2 separate regions of the Sus scrofa genome follow, and region 1 is linked to region 2. A link is a contact called in public Hi-C data. All regions are on one chromosome and are shown on one strand. The core of a region is the stretch at or near the end of the contact, and the rest is flanking DNA. Distances in the headings are between cores, read along the strand shown. Region 1 overlaps HRASLS5 (Ca(2+)-independent N-acyltransferase). Region 2 holds the start of PLA2G16 (phospholipase A2 group XVI).

Region 1 (6,669 bases), core at 92-2,591, 83 kb after region 2:
ATCGTTAACCCACTGAGCAAGGGCAGGGATCGAACCCGCAGCCTCGTGGTTCCTAGTCGGATTCGTTAACCACTGCGCCACGACGGGAACTCCCTCCTTGCTTTCTTTCTTCCTCCCTCCCTCCCTTCCTTCCTTTTTCCGTTCTTTTCTTTTTTGCTTTTTAGGACTACACCCATGGCACATGGAAGTTCCCAGGCTAGGGGTTGTATCGAAGCTGTAGCCACCGGCCTACACCACAGCCACAGCAATGCAGGATCCAAGCCGCGTCTGCGACCTACACCACAGCTCATGGCAATGCCGGATCTTTAACCCACTGAGCAAGGCCAGGGATCGAACCCATGTCCTCATGGATACTAGCCGGGTTTGTTTCTGCGATGCCACACAGGAACTCAGAAACATTCCTTTTCCCAAAGCTGTGGAACCTTGTTTTCAAACAAACCCTCAGTGAGAATCCTAATACTTGAGTCAAGAGGAAGGCAGAGTGGGGCTGGGTGGAAGCTGGTTGGAGTGGGTCCTATCCAGAGCCTTGTTGGTGTGACCTCACTTGCACCCCTGTGGTGCTGACGGGGGGAGGCCTGTCATGGAACCCCATGACAGCCCCTTCTCCGGGAGCCACCTCTTCCATGTGAGGTGCTCATCACGGCTTTGGGAAGATTCTGGACGTCCAGTTAGGAAAGCAGGACTCTAGCAGGTATTTCTAGAGCTTTATGAGAAAGGGATTGCTCTGGAGGTTGAAAGTGGGGAGTGCAGGGAGTTCCTGCTGTGACTCAGTGGGTAACAAACCTGACTAGTATTCATGAGGACATGGGTTCGATTCTTGGCCTTGCTGAGTGGGTCAAGGATCCCGTGTTGCTCTGGCTGTGGCTAGCAGCGACAGCTCTGATTCGACCCCTAGCCTGGGAACTTCCATGCGTGGCAGGTGCAGCCCTAAAAAAGACACACACACACACACACACACACACACACACACAGAGAGAGAGAGAGAGAGAGAGAGAGAGAGAGAGAGAGAGAGAGAAAGAAAGTGGGGAGTGCAGAGAGCAGAGCAGAAGGCTTTTTAGGGACGCTGGTCCTTTGCAGTTCGTTTAACCTAACTCCCCACCTGTTTTAGAGACCATGAAACTGGGACCCCACCTTCCCAGCGGCCAGAATGAGCCCGTGCTCTGCCCCACTGCCCCTCGAAGCTTCCAACTTTGGCTTGTCTTTGGCCTCTAGGTGAGGAATTTGAGGCTGGCAGCATCACCTCCATCTTCAGCAACCGGGCGGTGGTGAAATACAGCCGTCTGGAGGACGTGCTGCACGGCTGTTCCTGGAAGGTCAACAACAAGCTGGACGGTATGTACCTGCCGCTGCCCGTGGACCAGATCATCCAGAGGACGAAACAGATGATCAACAAGATAGTACAGTACAGTCTGATTGAAGGCAACTGTGAGCACTTTGTCAACGACCTCCGATACGGCGTGCGCAGGAGCCAGCAGGTGTGGCGCCCCCCTCTGACACGGGGTCCTGGGGGTCCTGACGGTGATGGGTGTTATTCGCTGTGCACGCGGGGCTTTCCACCACTCCAGGACTTGACCGTTCAGAAGGCGTTTTCATCTCTGCTCACCCCTGGGGGAGTAGAGGGGGCGCTGAGCGGCAAAGCAAGACCACTGGCTGGAGTCCTGGCTCGGCCACCAGCTATCGGGGTCTCCTTGGTCAAGTCATCTTATTTATTTATTTATTGAAAATTTTTTAATTTTTTGGCTGCCCTCAATACACTATGTGGAAGTTCCCGGGCCAAGGGTCGAACCCACGCCACCATGGCCACCTGAGCCCCAGCAGTGGCAATGCGGATCCTTACCCTGCTGAGCCACCGGGATGGGGGGGGGGCCTCCGAGTCATCTTATTTCTGAGACTGTTTCTTGACAAAACTGGGTTAAGTGGAGGTGGCACCTCAGGGCTAAATTTGCAGACCAGCAGCCTGAAGGCCACATTTGGCCCGCAGACATGTTTTGCTTGGATAGCTAGTATTTTTTTTTAAATTTGAATGATTTGCCAATATTTAGGAATATAGAAATTTTGGAGTTCCCGTCGTGGTGCAGTGGTTAATGAATCCCACTGGGAACCATGAGGTTGCGGGTTTGATCCCTGGCCTTGCTCAGTGGGTTAAGGATCCGGCGTTGCCATGAGCTGTGGTGTAGGTTGCAGATGCAGCTCGGATCCTGCATTGCTGTGGCTCTGGTGTAGGCCGGTGGCTACAGCTTCGATTCAACCTCTAGCCTGGGAACCTCCATGTGCTGCAAGAGTGGCCCAAGAAATGGCAAAAAGACAAAAAAAAAAAAAAAAAAAAAAAAAAAAAAGAGAGAGAATATAGAAATTTTATATAAAAAAATCTGGATTCCCAGCCTCTCTTGACCAACTGATGGATCAAGCCATTGGGCCCTCATTCCAGCTTGCTGACACTCTGTGGGGCCAGCAGGGGCTCCCCCTCTAGGTGGCCTGTGGGGCACAGGTGTGTCACGTATCAGCGTCACCCCCATTACCTGCCTGGCCTGTGTGTGCGTGAGTTTTGGACTCCCTGCTGATAAATCAATTGTGGTATAATACAGATGAAGGAGCTTTGCCAGCCTAGATGCTTCTGACAATTTGAGCTGTTCTTGTTAATGTTTGGGCCTTACTAAACCCCCACGAGATGAGAAGAAGAAGCCTTTATTGCTACCTTTTTAATCGATTAAAAAAATCAAGGGTTAAAAGTGGGACATGACTTTTCTATGTTTGTTTTTCCTTTTTCTTTTCTTCTTGCTTTTTAGGACTGCACTTGCGGCATATGGAGATTCCCAGGCTAGGGGTCAAATTGGAGCTGCTGTTGCCAGCCTACACCACAGCCACAGCAATGCAGGATTCCAGCCTTGTCTGTGACCTACACCACAGCTCACAGCAGTGCTGGATCCTTTAACCCACTGAGGACCAGGGATCGAGCTGGAGTCCTTATGGATACTAGTCGGGTTCATTACTGCTGAGCCGCAATGGGAACACCTCTTTTCAGAGTTTCTTGTGCTCCCTTAGCCAGCGGGTGCCTGAATCCCAATCCTAGTCTCTCTCCTGTCTCTCTCCCGTCTCTCCTGAGGGTTAGCTGGCCCCCTGCTCGCTCGCTCCCCGGTTCCGCTCTCTGCAGCTTCCTCCGGAGACCTTGCTCCAGTGCCCAGGGCTTGGTGGGCTCTAGTATGAGGCATCTCCCATCCCCTGAGCACTTGTGCATGGAAGGAAGACCCCCAAGGAGCAAGGGAATTATGGGAGGTCCTTCGAGGGAGCCCGGGCCTGGCATTCACGAGACCCAAGCCTAGAGCTAAGTGTGGATACTTAGATCCCTGTGAACTTGGTCTGAGTGAGGGCCTTACCCCGGCTCTCAGATTCCCTGTGTGTCACGCAAGGGACTCCGGGACTCTGCCCCTCCGAGATCCTTTGCCTCTGAGCCCCTCACTAGAGGCAGGCCCTGGGCTGAATGGCTCTGCCGGAGGAAGGCACCCTGGATGCCTCCTGGGGGAGGGGCTCAAGCCTGCCTCCAACATCCATCTTGGACCATCCTGGCTTCTCCACGTCTCTAGAAGCTCAGGGATGTTTGGGACCATAGGGTGGCTTCCTCCTCAGTGGGCCAGTCCCTGAAGGGGAGCCGTGAGGTAGGGGTGGGGCAGGGCATCAGCCCAGGAGCCCCACCGAGGGTCCCGTGGACTGGTCTGCTTTGCAGGTGGAGCACGTACTGATGGAAGGAGCGAAGGCTGCAGGAGCGGTGATTTCGGCTGTGGTGGACAGCATGAGACCCAGACCCGCATTGGCCTGAAGGCACCGAAAGCCCCAAGCAGAGGAAGAGCTGCTGACGTTGGCAAAGAGAACTGACTTCTTTCCTCCCCTGCCTTCCTCTCTCCTTGGCCCCATGCAAGAAAATTGTGTGCTTCTGGAAGAATCTAGAATGTACCCAATTACCCCTCCGGAAATACAATCAATTTATGTACTCAGAGACCCTGGACTCTCAGGGTGGGGAGGACCTAATATTTTTATGCATCGCTAAGGCGCCAGGCACTGCGCTAGGCATTTTCACCTAGTTGCTTCATCTTTCTCCCTCTTAGGAAGAGGTGTTACTCCTTTTTTAGGTTGAACCTAGTCTGTGATGCTGATGCTTGAAAGAGCCTGGAAATGTTTGCTTGAAGGGTCCTAGGAAAGAAGAACTCTTTTCAGAAGTTTTTTTTTTTTTTTTCCGTCTTTTCAGGGCTGCACCTGTGGCATATGGAGGTTTCCATAGGCTAGGGGGCAAACCAGAGCTGTAGCTGCTGGCCTACACCACAGCCACAGCAATGCCAGATCTGAGCTGCATCTGTGACCTACACCACAGCTTATGGCAACACCGGATCCTTTTTTTTTTTTTTTTTTTTTTTTTTTTTGCTATTTCTTGGGCCGCTCCTGCGGCATATGGAGGCTCCCAGGATAGGAGTCGAACTGGAGCCGCAGTCACAGGCCTACACCAGAGCCACAGCAACTCGGAATCCAAGCTGCGTCTGCAACCTACACCACAGCTTATGGCAACGCCGGATTGTTAACCCACTGAGCAAGGCCAGGGACCGAACCCGCAACCTCATGGTTCCTAGTCAGATTCATTAACCACTGCACCGTCGGGAACTCCGGCAACACCGGATCCTTAACCCACTGAGCGAGGCCAGGGATCGAACCTGCGTCCTCATGGATGCTAGTCAGATTCGTTTCCACTGAGCCACGACGGGAACTCCCAGAAGTTCTTTTTATTGCCCTTTCAGATCCGCACTGTGGTTCCCCGGAGTCAGACTTGAGGGAAGGCTGCTCAGAGCCAGCTCTGTCTTAATCAAGGAAGACCTTCCCCAAGAAATACTTTCTTTTTAAAATTATGCATCAGCTTTATTCCCTATTGTATTAAAAAAAAAAAACACAACCAACCCCGCTCTATTGAAAGTGTAATCAACAAGACCATTTATCTTGTTCTTCAGCCTCGTGAGCACCAGAAAATTAGAAATGTCTCTCTCCGCTGATTTCCGATGAGTATTTAAAATAATTTAATCCAAGGCCTTCTGTGTGAATGAGGCCGGGAAAGAGTGGTGTTTGTGTTTGGAAGGTCTGAGGAGATGCTGGAGGTTGTTAGTGCCATCTGAGAGCTGAAGCCACCCCAGAAAGCCAGCGAAGGGCTCTGGAAATGCCTAGAAAATGTGAGGGACGAGAGGACAGCAGGATGGAACCCCCAGAGCATCCCCCTAAGGTCTGTTGGGACCTCCCCCCGGGTCGTCCTCCTCTTTGGAAGACAGACCTGCAGTGAAACTTGGTCCTTTCTCCCCCTCTGTTCTCTCCTTTCCACTCAAACTTGACCTTTCCCACCCTCTCCTGTTTCCTAGATGCTGGAGTCGGGGTGTGTGTCCCTAATTGCCTTCCCTCTGCTCTTCCGGTGGCCTCTCCCTCTGCCTTGCACAGCAGTTACAGGAGCTGCTAGTTAGAGCCTACCCTCATTGCTATGAATCATGAATTAGATAAAGCCATCGCCCCTAATTCCCAGAACGCCCCCTCCCGCCCCCCCACTCCTCAATCACTGGAGTTCCCACTACGCTTCCCTTCAGGCTCTTTGGTCATTAAACCGTCTAGGTTGGAGACATCCTTTGGAGCAGAACCCAAGTGCCAGGAATTTGTATTTTATACATTTTAGCTTTGAATGAGCTGTCATTGATGAGTAAACCTTTTGATAGGAAGGTCTCTCTGACCTCAGAGACCACAGTACTCATTAATCAATCCAACTGGGTGTTGTTTGATTAACAAACAAATAACTCCCCTGCCCTTGCCAGGGGGTGTTTAGTGACTTCTAAATCACTCATTGGAGTTCCTGTCGTGGTGCAGTTGTTAATGAATCCAAGTAGGAACCATGAGGTTTCAGGTTTGATCCCTGGCCTTGCTCAGTGGGTTAAGGATCCGGCGTTGCCACGAGCTGTGGTGTAGGTTGCAGACGTGGCTCGGATCCCGTGTTGCTGCCGCTCTGGAGTAGGCTGGCGGCTACAGCTCCGATTAGACCCCTAGCCTGGGAACCTCCATATGCTGCGGGTGCGGCCCTAGAAAAGACAAAATAAATAAATAAATAAATAAATAAAATAAAGCACTCATCTAGCTCTTGTTTATGTTTGGGACAGAAAGATTCTTCCCTGGGTCCTTGCTGGCTTGTACCTGTTGGGGCAGAGACCCTCTGCAGCATATCAGGGCATACGCTCACTCATTCATCCAACAAACATTTTGGAGTGTCTGTTGTGGGCCAGACCCTGGCTCCATCCACCTTTGCCCGAACCCATGAGTGGTGGTCAGACGTGGCAGGGAACAGTTATGCATCAGCGGGGGAGGGGGTTTCACAAGACACATCAGCACGTGACGTGGAGACCCCTGGCTGGACAGTGGTTTCTCCCTGCTTCTGAGCTGTCCCTGAAGTCATGAGCTCTGGAATGTACCCCACTCTTTGAGGACCCAAGGAGCAGGGGTTTCTTAGAGTGTTATGAGAAACCCCACAGCAGGTCCTGCATTCTAGCGTAAAGACAGCTTCTGAGTGGGACCCCTTGGGAGCCTACTGCGTCTTGTAGATACAAGGCACATACCCGCTGCTAGAGGGGGGATCCCAAGGGACGTCGTCTGAATGCAAATGTT
Region 2 (6,152 bases), core at 2,837-5,336:
GGGAAGTTGGCTTGAACTTCTCAGATACTGACTAATCCCTGGACATACTCCCTGTAGCCCTACAATAAAAAGATTTCTTCCCTCCTTTGAGACCCACTGCATGGGGTCAAGTAGCCTCCATCCAACCTGAGTGTATGTCAGGCACCAGGCTGGGAGTTGCACTGAGCTTATCACAGTTTAGTAGTGAAGGGGAAGACTCAACTTTTTATTTTTTTTTTTTTTGTCTTTTTGCCTTTTCTAGGGCTGCTCCTGTGGCATGTGGCGATTCCAAGGCTAGGGGTCTAAATCGGAGCTGTAGCCACTGGCCTACACCAGAACCCTCACAACGCGGGATCCGAGCTGCGTCTGTGACCCACACCACAGCTCACGGCAATGCCGGATCCTTGACCCACTGAGCAAGGCCAGGGATCGAACCCGCAATCTCATGGTTCCTAGTCGGATTGGTTAACCACTGTGCCATGACGGGAACCCTGGAAGACTCAACTTATGATGTGATACAAAGAGCATGGGGAGTGTTGCTTCCTCCATCAGCTTAAGCTGGGGAATGGGAAGGACCAGGGCGGGGGAAAGTGGTCACGTGTGTGGGTTGTGGGTGGGATATCAAGCAAACTACTTGCTGGTGCATTGACATTCTTGCCTTTGATTACCATAAACAATTTGCCAAAGAAAAAGTCCAACCTGAATTAGCTTAAAAAAAAAAAAGAATTGTACCTAGGAAAAAGTTTCTTGTAATTGGATGTCTAGAAATTAAAGTGACGTGAGGCATGAGAAGAACTCAAATGTCAGCATAGCTATAGTCTCCTGTGTACAGCGGCTGTGTGATTTACGCGTGCAGATGGATTTCCTCCATGCTGTGGGGGAGGGCAGGCTTGCATCATCCCCTTTAATGTCCCCAGAGGAAAGAGGCTTTTTTTTTTTTTTTTGAATTTTTTTTTTTTTTTGGTCTTTTGTCTTTTTGTTGTTGTTGTTGTTGTTGTTGTTGCTACTTCTTGGGCTGCTCCCGCGGCATATGGAGGTTCCCAGGCTAGGGGTTGAATCGGAGCTGTAGCCACCGGCCTACGCCAGAGCCACAGCAACATGGGATCCGAGCCGCGTCTGCAACCTACACCACAGCTCACGGCAACGCCGGATCGTTAACCCACTGAGCAAGGGCAGGGACCGAACCCGCAACCTCATGGTTCCTAGTCGGATTCGTTAACCACTGCGCCACGATGGGAACTCCGGAAAGAGGCTTTTTGACTCATTGCCTGTTTAAAAAATGTGTGTGTGATACATATGTATATATATATACACACACCTCCATCCCAGAGAAAGATTCTAACTGGTCTGCCTTGGGTCCTATGCTCCTTCCAGGGTGACTTGACTGTTGCCTAAGGGCTGAGGCATGATAATCAGCCAGATGTAGGTCACATGCGTCCTAGTCAGGGCGATGGGTTCCTGTGATCGTCAGCTCCACCACTATGTAGTCACCAGATGAAAGACTACTGGACACAAACCAATGTCCACTGCAGTTATCAGCTCCCCAGACTGGCCATTTAACAACACAGTGGAATGAGAGCCTGGAACACTGCAGGAATGTGCTTTGAAGGGGAAAGAGAGGTAGTTTTGCTTCCCATTTATGCAGAGGAAGCTCTTCAGGGCCTCTCAACAGGGGGTTTATTCTCTTCAGCAGGACTTGGGGTTCAGAGCTAGGCAATTTAGGAGGAAGTGATACTTCCCAAAACCCTGATTTTTCTGCTCAGAGCAAACGGAAAGAGGGTGTATTCACAAAGCCTGCCCAGAGTGGCCTGGATACACGTAAAAAGCCTGTGTTCAGTTGGCGATGGAGCACCTTTCCCCTTGGTTCCGGTTATGAGCTGCTGTTAGATGTCAGAAGCCCTTGTGTTACCATGAAACCCTTCTATGGATTCTGCTCCCTTAAATCGGTTTGCCTACCTTCTCCTCCCCTCTTCCCTCTCCTCGCCCTGGCCTTGCTTCTCGAATCTACCCCACCCGCTCAGAATCCCCACGGGGTCTCACACCTGCGACACAGCACATAGCCTTGGGCCATTTCCTCCCACTTGCTCACCTGTCCTTTCTTAGAGACAGCCCAACAATGGGGTCTCCCGGAGGAGCCATCCTCCTCCTCAAGGCAGAGACTTCATGATTTGGAGAGATTGCAAGTAATTAAAAATGTCTTCCATCCATCACAAGAAGAACAGAGCTCCATGGCTGTGGTTGCAGAAAAGCCTGGAGCCTTTGGAGGCAGATGGCAGATTGATCCCAGCTGTTTTGAATTTGGCTGTCCACCCGGGTCATGGCCATGGACTTGGAGTGGGGCTTAAGGACTGTCCTGCTGGTGACAGTGTCAGGATCGTGTGTAGCTTCTCAGTCCTAGGGCTTTTCTTTTCCTTTTTTCTTTTTTTTATGGCTGCACTGGGGCACATGGAAGTTCCTGGGCCAGGGCTTGGATCGCGGCTGCAGCTGGGGCCTATGCTACAGCCACCGCAACAGACACAATGTCAGGTCCTTAACCCGCTGAGCCACAGTGGGAGCTCCTCTGGGGAACTCCTCTTTTGAGAGCTGCATGAAAGGTAAAAATCACTTCCTTGACATCTTTGCCCCTCAGTGGGCTTTTTGTCTTGTTTTTCCCGGCAGAGCAACAGGGGAGAAAAAAAGTGAAGGCAGTGACATCTGGGCAATACTGGAAGAAGCGAGGCAGAAATCGGTCTTGTTTCCTCAGATCTGAACCTCTCCATCCTGGGTTCGGACTGCCTTCCAGATAGTAATTTGTTCAATATGCACATTTTGTTGGGTGAGTAGAAATGCACATAAAGCTCTGGTATTTATTTATATCGCCTCTGACTCTCCTTGCCAGGAATCTGGTGAGTAATGTGTGATGTTGATGAGCATGGGTCACTCCTGTTAACAACGGCTCAGGTGTCTTGAGTGAGGACTTACCCCAGGCCAGACATCAGCTCCCATGGTAGGGGCCTCCTTTCATCTGCTACTCTCCCTTTGGGGAGTGTATTTTTATATATTATCTCATGTGGCGTTCAATATTATCACCATTCCGTTTTACAGATGAACAGGAGCTCCCATTGTGGCTCAGGCGGCTTAAGAACCGGATACAGTGTCCACGAAGATTTGGGTTCAATCCCTGGCCTTGATCAGTGGGTTAAGGATCCGGCTTTGTCACAAGCTCCAGCATAGGTCACAGATGTGACTTGGATCCAGTGTCGCTGTGGCTGCAGCTCTGACTTGATCCCTAGCCTGGGACCTTCCCTATGCTGCAGGTGTGGCCTTAGAAAGACAAACAGATGAACCAACTGAGGCTCAGAGAGGGAAGGGTGCCCTGGACCCAGCAGCTTGCAAGTGACAGGGCCAGGATTTGGCCCACGGTCCCGATTCCTAGCTGGGTGCTGACAGGAAGTGGCAAGACTATAGAGATGAACAGGAGCTGCTTCTACTCTTGGGGAGTCACAGCCCAGTGCAGAGGAAAGGCCTGCGATGGGTCATTCATTCATTCATGAAATGCTTACTGTGTGCTGGGTTTGTGCCAGGGTTGGGGGATATCTGAAGGCTTAAGACTCGGTACTTTCTGTTTAGGCCCTTGCCTTTAAATAGCTTTAAAATGTAATATACAGAAGTCCCCGGGGATACCTTCAAAGCACCCTCCGCCCCCGCAGATGCCAAAACCGCGGGTAGGACGGAACCCTGCGGTAATCCCCCGCTTATCTGCGATTTCCTCTCCTGGTTTGTTATCCAACAGACCCCAGAAAAAACCTCCACATAACTTGGTTTTAAACCACAGTGTACGCGGCTAGAGTGGAGGAGATATTTGATTACAGTCCAGTGCGATGCGTATACCCTCTCTTGAATGCCGCGCGCGCCGCAGCGCGTGTGTAGAAGAGGCGAGGACGAGGTGGCCCTGAGCAGGGTCCCGGGGGCGCCTCCAGGCATGGAAGGCTGTGGGGAGACGGTCCGGGGGAACAGGAGGCATCCTGGCCTGACTGCCCCAGAAGCCGGAGCAGGCGGTCCCTGTCGCCGGGGCAGGGAGCTCATCGCGGCTGTAATTAGTCACACTGGGAGGAGCCGGGTGACCTCACGCTGGCCTGGACTCTGCGGCCATTTAACCGGTTTCCTTTTGCCGGGGAGGCCGCGCTGCTTCTCAAGTCCGCGAGGTGGGTGGAGGGCTGCATTCACGCATGTAAGGAAGGGTGAGACGCCTGGGGTGGCTCCCCGGGTGCCCGGGACTGTGTGGGGGATGGAGAAGTTGGGTGCGCCGCGAGTAAACAAGTTAGGGAGCAGCTGCGAGCAGCGGCCTCCCGGTACCCGCCCACCCGGACGGAGGGCGGGACGCGCCGGTCGCCCCACTGACTTTCTGGGACGCGGCGCACCTAGACAGGCGACACCGATCGCGCTCTCGACCCCTGCGCCGCCAGCCTCTCCTGCATCAGGTGAACCTCCCTGCCCCCTAAAAACGATTCATCCCTTCACGGCCAAGTGCAAGGGCAGGGAGAGGGCCCAGAAGGACTCAGCAGGGAGTGAGGCGGTTGTTCTCGGAGACCAACCGCGCAGGGTCTCCCTGCCAAAAGCCACAGTTCCCTGGGGTCTTGGAGGCGCTGTGTCCTCTTAATGACATAATGATTCCCTGCTCCCCTTGCCACAGGCATTTCTGCAGCTGATACAGTCAACTCCAGCCTGAAATAGAGGGCTCACATCGCCTGAGAAGATGCGCGCCCTGATTGTAAGTTTGGGGAAGGAGTGGGCGAGGGATGGGGGCCGTGTTTCTGTGGCGACTCATTGTCCCAAAGCCCGAGTCATCACTTCAGAGAGAGGGTCCTTGCGGATATGGGGCCACACCTCTGCTGGCCGCTGGGTATCAGGTGTCAGATGCGGGTCAGTGAGCGAATACTTGGGTGGGCAGGTTTGGAGGCCGGAAACAAGCCCCCAGAAAGGCAGGACCTATAGGAGCAGGGAAGCAGCAAGGGGAGACTTGCTCCACCAAGGTCCTGTGCTGCCTTCCTGAGTCAGATCAGAACCCCTGGACAGGGCCCCAGGGCTGCACCTGCTGCCCTGGCACCTGGGTCTGACCAGGCAGCCTTTTCTGGTCTCAGTGGATGCACCTCATGACTCACCCTGCCAGCAATTTCCAAACTCTCACTTTTCCTATTTCTAACCTGTGCTGGGATTCAGAAATCACAAAGGGGCTTAGCTGGTGCTTCCTTTCAACCTAGCAGGACCCGGATGCAGAGAGGTTCTGAGACTGACTTTTGAAGTAGACTGCCCTGGTAAATTGCCCTGGCATGGTGTTCTTGTGGCACCTGGATCAAGTTTCAAATCCACTCTGTTCTCCACAGGGAGAATGATATGACTGCACACTTAGGTAGTACTTGGACTTCCCGTGTGGCTCACAACATACATACTCACGAAGTACTCAGAACAGTACTTTGCAGGCATAGGTGCTCGGCTGTAATCCATTGGGATTATGATTATGATTTAATTCACGCAAAGGGCTTTCACACAGTGCCTGGCATTAGGGTGTGCCTGGCATTAGGGTGTGCCTGGCATATTTAATGCCTGGGGCAGTCATTTAAAAACATCCCTCTCCTTTGTCTAAAATGTTTGGCAATTATCATGAAATGAAGAGTATTAATGGCCAGGAAAGAAATACAGTAACGTTTCTTCTACTGAGCTTTGTATATAAAATCATGCCAGTGGGAAAAAATTAAAAAATGAAAAATAAAGTAAATGTTATAGAGAAAAGTGGAATGAGGTAGTGAATTAATCATTTTTGATTGCATGAATGCGTTTTTGAAGAAAAAAATGTATCAATTGGTCACAGTAGTGAATGTAGCATTACAGTTTCTGTCTTGAAACTTTCATTTCTAAAAAGCGGTCCTTGGCTTTGACAAAATTGATCATCTTTGCATTTTTTTTTGTTTTTTGCCATTTCTTGGGCTGCTCCCGTGGCATATGGAGGTTCCCAGGCTAGGGGTCAAATCGGACCTGTAGCCACCGGCCTACACCAGAGCCACAGCAACGCGGGATCCGAGTCGCGTCTGCAACCTACACCACAGCTCTCGGCAACGCCGGATTGTTAACCCACTGAGCAAGGCCAGGGATCGAACCCGCAACCTCATGGTTCCTAGTCGGATTCGTTAACCACT

The links. A called contact is a pair of places that touch in the nucleus more often than the background predicts.
Region 1: a Hi-C map of liver shows a contact between it and region 2, with 2.4 times the contacts expected there. The contact joins the enhancer-like site here to the promoter of PLA2G16 in region 2. A contact is called at or near these places in 1 of 5 promoter capture datasets (skeletal muscle), 19 of 47 Hi-C or Micro-C datasets (brain, embryonic fibroblasts, epiblast stem cells and 12 more) and 1 of 2 datasets of contacts at active chromatin or transcription factors (skeletal muscle).

Annotation. Positions count from the first base shown.
Region 1 is chr2:8,495,205-8,501,873 of Sscrofa11.1, forward strand. It overlaps HRASLS5 (Ca(2+)-independent N-acyltransferase), which reads left to right. Exons shown (of 8, transcript XM_021084417.1): 7 at 1,213-1,475; 8 at 3,722-3,977. The coding sequence ends at 3,814. Among named protein-coding and RNA genes, the nearest start is that of HRASLS5, 23 kb to the left of the region's middle. Within about 2 kb of position 1,342, at least 1 of the 83 cell types and tissues checked has an H3K27ac peak or open chromatin away from gene starts, as enhancers often do. A contact at or near this core is called in liver, where this site is marked.
Region 2 is chr2:8,409,305-8,415,456 of Sscrofa11.1, forward strand. It overlaps PLA2G16 (phospholipase A2 group XVI), which reads left to right and starts at 4,087. Exons shown (of 5, transcript NM_001244514.1): 1 at 4,087-4,163; 2 at 4,652-4,729. The coding sequence starts at 4,715.